2 separate regions of the Mus musculus genome follow, and region 1 is linked to region 2. A link is a contact called in public HiChIP or PLAC-seq data. All regions are on one chromosome and are shown on one strand. Each heading gives the region's core, a stretch centred on a gene start, on an enhancer-like site or on the middle of the called end of the contact. The rest is flanking DNA. Distances are from core to core; before and after follow the strand shown. Region 1 overlaps Slc6a8 (solute carrier family 6 (neurotransmitter transporter, creatine), member 8). Region 2 has its middle 12 kb from the start of Gm52443.

Region 1 (4,418 bases), core at 1,410-3,909, 88 kb before region 2:
GTCTGAAGGAGAGCTGAGAGCTCCTTTTTCATGGGTGGAGTTAGTTGAGAGAAAGGGTGGTGTGAGGCCAGGTGGGTGTTCTAGTAGACCTGAGGAAGATCTTCTGCAGCTGAAGAGAACATGCTGAGATTTAAGGATAAGAGTAAACAGGAAGCCGGGCGTGGTGGTGCACGCCTTTAATCCCAGCACTAGGGAGGCAGAGGCAGGTGGATCTCTGAGTTCAAGGCTAGCCTGGTCTACAAAGTGAGTTCCAGGACAGCCAGGGCTACAGAGAAACCCTGTCTCAAAAAACTGGAAAAAAAAAAAAAAAAAAAAAACCAAACCAGGAGTTTGGGCCAGAGCAGAGGCCTGTAAAGAAAGACAAACTGAAGATGAGTGCTGAGAAGAGGGCAGGGAGGCTACAGTCTGTCCCAAGTGAAGACTGCTTCCTGCTCTGCATGGAACAGAACCACTTTGCACAGAACAGAACTAGTGTTGGCTGGTTACCATCCCTCCTGTGGCGCCACATACTCATCAGAGGCTGCCCTCTGTGCACTAGGCCCCACCCTTCCAAGACCTGTCCTCTATAACTTTTTTTATATTGTGGTAAAGCGTAAATGTATATACTTATAATACATCCTAAAACATCTTCACCATTCTTAAGCACATAGTTTTGATGCCATTAAGCATTTACACATGTAGAACTTGGTGTCATGTTTTTAAACCCCAGCCCCTGGTCTGGGGTTAAGCCTCATCATTCTATTTAGTCTCTAGGAGTTATTTGTGAGGAGAATCATACAATGTTCTTATTTCACCAATCATCATGTCCTTCAGGGTCATCCATACAACATATAACTCAATTCCTTTTTCAGGCTAACTAAAATTACATTCTGTTAATAAACCATAACTTGATCATTCATTCATGTACATATTTGGGTCTCTCTCTCCCTTCCTCCATTGGGCATTGAACCTAGTGTGTTCTACATGCTAGGCAAGTGTTTTACTTTTGAGCTGTATCTCCTGCTCTTTGTTTTGAGACAATCTTCATAGGTTGTCCAAGATGGCTTTAAACTTGCCCTGTAGCCCAGGAAGACATTGATTTTGCAATTCCCCCTTGCCATAGCCCCCCAAATAGTTGGAATGGCCAGACTCAGCTAACTCCACCTCCACCTCAGCTGGTGCCTTTGGCAATCCTGGGAGTTAAACCCAGGGCCTTGTATAGCTAAGTAGCTGCTCTGTCATAGATTATATGACATAGATTATATGATATTAGATTGTAAGGAAAGCCTTGAACTCACTCTGCAGCACGTGCAGCCTTGAACTTTTGATCCTCCTGCTTCAGCTACCTAAGTAGCTGGTTTGACAGGCCTTTGCTACCTGGCCTAGCTGACTTTTTGAATTCCCATTTCAAATGAGGCTTTTCCATGTTACCCGAGGCCACTCTTATCTGGGTCCCTATAATCTCTGCCACACAGTGAACTATATATAGCACCATCATCTTTGATCCTTGAAGGCCAGTCAGGGCCCAGGATGTTATATGTTGCTGAGTCTTCCTCCGTACCCACTTAAGCTCCACCCTCAGCCTTTCCAGACTCAGGACTCATGTGGTGAGTACTTCAGAAGTTTTAGCTCCAGGCCAGACTTTCTAGAACGGCAAAGTCCTGTGTCCATTTGCCAACCAGAGATCTCTACTTGGATGACATTTCCCAGACGACATGCCCAAAGCCCAATTGTCCCCATCACAGGACCTGGCAGCACCATTCTTCCTGTGGCTCAAGCCAAATCTCTGATGTTTTCATCTTGACTCCTCAATCCTGCATCATGTAGTCATCCACAGCCCCTTCTGGTCATGCCAGGAAAGAAGACCCCAAGCCAAAGAGTCTCCCCAACCCAGCTCCAGTGTCACTGGACAGGTCCAGATGCTGGCCTCTTGTTATCTGTGATCCTAGTGTGCCATTTACTTTTAGATCTTGGAAGGCCACTTGCACACAAACATACTTCTCTCTCTCTCTTGATCCACCTGCCTCAACATCTCAAGTTCCGGGCTTACAGGCATGAGCCATGGTGGTTGGTTTAGAAAAAATCTTGGAACAACTCATAGCTACAGCCTCGCTCTGCTGCATTTGTTCCTATTGAACTTACTGTCACCCCATGCTCTTCAGTCTAGAGGGTTGAGGCTTCCTTTCCTGCTCTATTTCCAGTTTCTGACATGGTACTAGGTACAGAATCCCTCAGAATGGGCTTTAGTGAATGCAAGGCTGGAGCTGGAGGAAGGTTCCCACACCTGCATCCCCACCTAATTCCTCTTCCAGAGAAGCAGAAACAGGAGCCAATTTTGGAAAATGAAGTGTTTTTATTGCTATGTTTGCAGTGGCTTTTTTAGCACAGTAAGAATGTCCCCAAAGGCTTGCACCCTTACCCAGCCCCACCTCTCTGGCTTAGTCCAGCTCTGTGTGAAGGAAGCCTTTCTAAGGGCTACTTGGCTGTTTCAGGCTTGATGGGACACAGATGTGGGTTTAAGCTGCTACACGGAAGACTTGAGATGTCGAAAGTACATCAGCCTTTTAGCTTGGAGGTGGGAGCCATGCCCAGGATCCCTTTCCCGGGCTTTGTCCATGGGAAATCCCTGCAATCCTGCCCAGGGAGCTGGGTGTGGGCAAGTCTGAGCATGTCAGGTGAGCAGACCCAGATTCCCTGGAACAGTGTTACAGCCTTCCGTCCCACAGACTTAGAGGCAAAGGAGCAGTGTGGGGACACCATTGAGGCTCCCACTTTCCCACTCCAGTCTCTGGCTGGAGACCATACAGAACATCCATACAACAGACTCATATATATACTCAACAGCCTGAAGCTTTTGTTTTGCCTATGAAAATTAAGTCTATAAATTCACACTCCTTGGCTAGGGTCAGAGAAGAAAGGTGAGGATGTGAAGGAAAGGAGTGGAAATGTGGAGATGGTGGGGGCTTTTTAGAAATATACAAGCAGAAGTCTCACTCTCAAGTTTTTCTTATAAAATGTGCAAAATATAAGCCTCCTTTGCCCAGAGGCTGTGTTTACTTCTGGTATTCACCTTCACTAAGGGATAAGAGATCTACAGACCTACACATACACACACATACACACACACACACACACACACACACAGAGGGGGGTGTGCACTCAGACCCAAGCTCACACAGTTAATATTGGTGGCAATTGGCGCAGGAACACAAAGTTCCATTGCTGACTGGCTCTCTAGCTTCTAGAATAGGGGTAGGAAGGGTCTAATTCAGCTGCAATATTCACATTGGTTCCACTGTCCCTCTCTTCTCCTCCTGTCCTACCTTATTTTCCCTCCTCTCCTGTTACCCAAGCTGCCACTGTTGTTTCTAGGGCAAAGGTATGTTACAGAGCAGAGCTTGGGAGGCAGGCAGGTGGGCTTGGCAAGGCTAGGAGATGGGTCCTGGGCACTGGAAAGAAGGAGAGGAGGTAGGGCCTGGAAGCAATGCAAATACCAGCTTAGTTGTGGGGTGGGGAGGAGAGGCATCTATTTTTGGTGGGTTGTGATATTTTTGGCGTTTTATTAAAAATGGAAAAAGTTATTTTTGTTAGCACTCATGGTGCTCCCTCCCCTCCCCCAGGCAGACCCCCAAACTGTCAAGGAAAGGCAAGCCCCCGGAGGGATGAGTGGGGGCTAAAGTTGGGGCTGCTATGGCTACCAAAGGATGAGCTGGTGATGTGAGCTGGGGGTGCCTGTTACATGACACTCTCCACCACGACGACCTTGCTGCTCTCGGACACGGGAGTCAGGGTGGTCAGGCCCCTGACATCTGCATCCTGAGCTCTGTATTCCAAGTGATGGAGGCCCCAGATAGGCTGGGTCAGGTGCTGCCATCGCTGTGGGAGAGGAGGGCATGTTGAACTTCCCATGGGTCACATGCAACTGCTTCCACTCTCTAGCTCCTACTATCTGCCACCAAGGCAGGTGTGCCTCCCTGTAGTGGGTTAAGTTGTCTTTGTGTGGAGCCAGGGAAGTGAGAGGTGGGTCTTGCCTCCTTGCTGCTACATGAGGTCATAATGGGTTAGCTTTCCTTCCATCTATTGCCCCCTCCAGTCTGAGCTGGCCATGCTTGTGAGCAATAGTCTGTTCCTTTGAGGAACAAGGTAGGTAGGGACCTTACCTCTGCCATGGTTCCTTTTGCCCTGAGGAGACAGCCCAGGAGGTGGAGGGGTACACATAGCATAGAAGAGAGTGCAAAGGCCCAGCCCATAGCTTCACCCCACCATGGGTACACGTAGGTGTTGTTGTAGACCAGTGGCTCGTAGTACACAATGTTGAAGATGAAGATGCCCTGTGGACACAGATGCCTGCGGTCACTGGTGCCTCACTACACCACACCACTTGCTTACTTCCCCAGCCTTACCATGCAGACCAATGGGGTGAAGAAGGACCAGCACCA
Region 2 (4,937 bases), core at 1,237-3,736:
ATTCAGAAATTCGCCTGCCTCTGCCTCCCAAGTGCTGTGATTAAAGGTATGCGCCTCCATGCCTGGCTGGTGTGCTCCATTTTATCCAGTAACATCTGACAAAGACAAAAGTTCAAAGCAAGAGTTGTGTTGAATTATGTATGGATGGGGGCACCAGGGTCCTGTTGTGGCTGAGAGACCTCAAAGTCTTCACTGGGCTGTGGCAACTCCTCAGATAACAGGTTCAGGGAAGCTGGGCAGTGGTGGCGCATGCCTTTAATCCCAGCACTTGGGAGGCAGAGGCAGGCAGTTTTCTGAGTTCAAGGCCAGCCTGGTCTACAGAGTGAGGTCCAGGACAGCCTGGGCTATACAGAGAAACCTTGTCTCAGAAAAACAAAAACAAGCCAAACAAACAAAGAAACAAAACAGGCTCAGGGAAGAAACAGATCCTGAGACCTGGCTCTGCTTGCTACAGTCTACACACAACAGCCTACTCTAGAACATCAGAATACTCTAGGGCCTGCTGGCAAACTGTAGCTTCCCCAAAGCTCAGAATCTCTGAGCATTCCTGCTCCTATTTCTCCCCCATCTCCTCCTCTTCCTTCACTTGCCAGGCACAGGCTCGGTGCTCAGAAAGCCTGCTCTAGGTCCATTCCTGACACCGTTTTCTTGGGGTTTCTTCTATCCATCTAGACCCAGCACCCATACTCTCAGAGGAGAGAAGATGAAGGTTACAGCTGCCCACTGGCTTCATGTGCTGCCCTGGCCACCCTCAGCCAGTTTGCCTAATGACCAGTTCACCTCATTACCAGGTCAGCTCCATTGAATTTGGAATTCAAATGAAGGAGTTGATTTCACCTTTTATTCTAACAGCTGCTCTTGCTTGATCAGTTCTCTAATGATCGATTTTACTGATTGGATAAAAACGTTATTTGAAACCAATTTACTAAAGGTCTTCTGTCTGTCATCATTGCAAGGCTGTGCATCACAACTGCGACAAGGACTGGAGATCCTTTTCTCCCGATCCTTTAAAAGTGGACGTGTCTAGCTGCAACCATGTTTTCTAGATCTCCACTCCACAGCTCTTTCTACAGAGCTGTCTAGCCCTGGGGCTCTTCATGGCCACGCCCTGGCTAGGGCCACCTGGACAGAATTACCACCATGCTGGGTTCTGTCACAGTGACAAGAAGACTGAAGGACTGTATCTAGCTCAGAACTAAATGACTCATGATAAAATCCAAATTTTCTTCATATAATGTATTTACTCACAAGAAAAAACACTTTTAGATAAAGGTCCTTTTTTGTGTGGAAGGCAAAAGAAAAACTCTTAAACATTCCAGCATAGAAGACAGAAAAGGACAAAGGTTGGATGTGGCAGGAGTGGCCTCTGGGCCACTAGTTGACCCTTAGACGGAACAGGGACTGAGCCGAAGTTGCTTGGAAACTGCTGAGCTGTATTAGATTCCATAGAACAGAAGCCCAGATAAGAGCTCACTGTCCCCACAATACTGATTTGTTGAGGTGACCTTGTGATCTGTTAAATTACAAAAAATTGGGAGAAAATAAGGGGTTATTGCAGAAGCAGCCACAGTCTGCTGCACCTGGAACTATCAGAGCCCTTTCCAGGCGCCTAGTCTGGCTCTGTTCACGGCACTCCTTGTGCCTGGAGGGCACAGGCCCTGTTCTCTAAGACCTTTGTCCAGCTTCTAGCCTTGCCATTACCTCTCCTAAGCCTCTAAACTGAAGGCTGGACCTCTAGTTCTGTCCTCCATTGTCTCTCAAAGTAACATTTTGTTAATGGTTTAACCCCCCCAAACTCAATGAAGAGTTAGTTCAAAGAGTGCCACTAGAAGAGAACTGTCTCCACCCCCCCTCCCCCAGCCAGGGATTGCTCAGAGAGTAAGCTTTGGAAGAGCTGGGTGTGGGGATGAGGGTACTTGCTGGACTGGACTTGCTGGATGGAGCCTTTGTCAGCCGGCTAGAATTTCTGAAGGCAGAAGGGCTATCTGGGGAAAGTTAATGATGGGTGCTGGGAAAGAAAAGCAGACATCCTTACCCCAGCTCTTTTCTGCTTTTGTATGGGTCTAGAGCCTGAGAGGGGCCGGGGAGGGGTACGAATCCTTGTTTGGAGAGGGCACTGGGCTACAGGCACTGGTGAGACCTAAAGAAGGGTTCCAAAGGAGGGGGCAGACAAAGATACCACTCCTCACCTCAACCCTCAACTTTGGCTTAAAAAGAGCCTTGCCTTCCCCAGCTAAGGAGGGGGTGGGGAGGAGCAGAGATGGGAGGTCAGGCCACCTCCCTCTCCATTCCAGTCCTTTCCAGCTCCGAGGATGTGGGGAGGGGGAAGGCTTACAGGGGATTTGAGTCTGGGCTGAATTTTAACACTGAAAAAGACCAGAAAAGTTAATGGGCGGGAGTGGGGGGAGGTGCAGAATACACAGTGAGCGGCATAAACAAACTCCGGTGAACTGCACCAACAGGAAAGGTCTGGAATGGCCGGCAGAACGTCCGGAAGTGCTGGAGGGCTGCGGGCCCAGGTGTAACTCCCCCCTTCACTCCTGAGCTCTGGTGGCCAGCCTGGAGCCTAGCTTCCACCGTGGGGGGTCTCTCTTCACTCTCCTCAGTTCCAGGCAGGACAGATCCCAGAGCGGCCCACCCCCCTCCTTGAAAGGATAGCTGGCCCTCTTCTTTCAAAATAGCTGTATTGACTTGTGGCCTTCTGACTCTAGGAGACATTTCCAATGAGCAAGGGGAGGCTAGGAGGTGGGGTGGGAACAGATAAGAGTGGACAGAAAGCACTGGGTTGAGAAGTCCTTTAGATGGCAACACCTTGCTTTGCTTTCCTAGGAGGGTGTCAGGGGGAGGGCCTGCTGCTCTGGGTCCAACAGGGAAGCTGCAGCAGGCTAAGCTCAGACCTATTTGCAAATTTCTAGCTCTTCTGAATATATCGTATTCAGCTAGCTTGGGACTTTTCTGGAAGACAGCCTTCTGCTAGGCTTCTCTGGCCAGAAGAGAAGATGGGTCCCAGAGTTCTGAAAAACATGTTCAATGGTCAAACCAACAGCATGTTCTGTTTCTGCATTTGTTGGCTTTAGCCTGCCTCTCTTCCTTTGATCTATGAGCTCAAGAGTATGTGTGGGCTCCCATTTCCTCTCTGAATCTTGGTTGGATCTAAGACCATTTGCTACCCCCGGTCTCTTTTTGGTAGCTCTCAGCTGCACCCAGGGCCATCACTTCCACACAACAGGCTGCCTGATGGCTGAGAGGAAACCATGGCAACAGGAGGCAGAGAGGATATTCCCATTACCCCTTAGAAAGGGCAGCCAATTTCTGGGACCTGAGCCCATTTATTCACTACTTGTGTACTTTGCGATGCATTTCAATTTTGGAGAGATGGCACTGAGAGTATTGGGCCTGAGTAGGGAGACAAGTGGCATGCTTTCCTTTTTCTCCAAAGAGCACTGAAGTACTGCCTCCAACCTCCAAGGCCATTTCTGAGTTCATACATATCTCCAGAGGACAATCTGATCCCCTTTTCAGACAGTCAAGGGGAAATGTATTAGGGGTCACTGGGGACATTCCTCACTACCTGAACTCTTCTGAACAGGTTTCTCTTCTATTTCCAGCACGAGGACCCTTTTAGCGCTTTCAGGCCAGGTGCTGCTTGTGATTTCCTGAGGCGTTGGGGGTAGAGGAAGAGAGCATTCCTATGAGTCAACACTCTAACCGCCTGTGCCTAGGGTGCCCCACCACACGTGTGCACACGCAGCTGGGTGACTTTGGGTCTAGACAACTCTGCCCCCTAGTGACAGGATGAAACTAACATACAGGCCAGAGATAGGGGAACAAACTACCCCAGCAGCTAGAGCTCACTGGAATTCCCTAGGGGGTCTTTGAAAATAAATCATATGGAGAACCAGACTAGGATCTTCATCTTCTTGATGTTGGGTGGAAGGAGAAGCCACAACTTGCATAGTGAGAATTTTGGTTTCTTTCTTTCTTTCTTTCTTTCTTCCTTTCTTTCTTTCTTTCTTTCTTTTTCTTTTTCTTTTTTTTTTTTTTTTGGCTTTTCGAGACAGGGTTTCTCTGTGTAGCCCTGGCTGTCCTGGAACTCACTCTGTAGACCAGGCTGGCCTCCAACTCAGAAATCCGCCTGCCTCTGCCTCCCGAGTGTTGTGATTAAAGGCGTGCGCCACCACGCCCGGCTCGAATTTTGTTTTCTTTAAAAAATATAGAAATATTATGGGAATGTGCTTTTGTTTAACCCCAGGTGTGGGATAAAGAGATGCTTCAGACTGTCCACAGCAGCTGACTGTGATTTGCCTTGTGCTCTGGCAGGGGTGTAGTTTTGCCACCTGCAGAGAGTTTCTGAAAAATGTGTGCCATTTGAAACTCTGGGGACTTTTCCAAGGGTATGTAAATGCCAGGGCCCAGAGAGGGAGGGCGGGTTGTTGTTGATTGCTGGTGGTTGCTATTAAGTAGTTGTGCACAAAGAAGAAATGAGATATCCTGATGATGAAGCTCAAATTTTCCCCAAGGAGCTTGATGCCCTTAATCAGTAGGGTTAGGGGGTTGAAAGAGGACAAGACGTAGTGAAGGAGGATGAAAGAAAGGAGAACTCATCTGCTGGGTGGAAATCATGGCTACTAGACCCCAAGGATGGTGATAACCCCAGGGGAAACACTAACTTCTCTTCAAAATACATGTCAAAGTTCTCTTTCCTGCAGCCTGTCTCAGGCACTGTCTCCTTAGCTCACTCAGTTGCCGTGAGGAGGGGAAGTGATCTCCTGGGTTGTTTGCTATAGGTCAGGGAGCACTGTGTACCAAGAAAGTGGAAATCCTGATCCTATGGCTGTGTGCCAACACCTACCTGCATGAGCTCTTTGGGCCTCCCCCAGATGTAACATGGTTCGTCCAACATATTTTTGGTTAACTTTTTGTTTTTAAATTATACG

What was found. HiChIP or PLAC-seq counts read pairs in DNA pulled down with a chosen protein or histone mark.
Region 1: a contact with region 2 is called in an H3K27ac HiChIP or PLAC-seq map of embryonic stem cells, with 5 read pairs. The contact joins two enhancer-like sites. A contact is called at or near these places in 1 of 115 datasets of contacts at active chromatin or transcription factors (embryonic stem cells) and 2 of 9 other capture datasets (adipose tissue and liver).

Annotation. Positions count from the first base shown.
Region 1 is chrX:73,680,397-73,684,814 of GRCm38.p6, reverse strand. It overlaps Slc6a8 (solute carrier family 6 (neurotransmitter transporter, creatine), member 8), which reads right to left. Exons shown (of 13, transcript NM_001142809.1): 11 at 4,383-4,418; 12 at 4,140-4,310; 13 at 2,313-3,855. The coding sequence ends at 3,715. Among named protein-coding and RNA genes, the nearest start is that of Gm32261, 8.3 kb to the right of the region's middle. Within about 2 kb of position 2,659, at least 17 of the 459 cell types and tissues checked have an H3K27ac peak or open chromatin away from gene starts, as enhancers often do. A contact at or near this core is called in embryonic stem cells, where this site is marked.
Region 2 is chrX:73,592,205-73,597,141 of GRCm38.p6, reverse strand. No RefSeq gene overlaps it. Among named protein-coding and RNA genes, the nearest start is that of Gm52443, 12 kb to the right of the region's middle. Within about 2 kb of position 2,486, at least 39 of the 459 cell types and tissues checked have an H3K27ac peak or open chromatin away from gene starts, as enhancers often do. A contact at or near this core is called in embryonic stem cells, where this site is marked.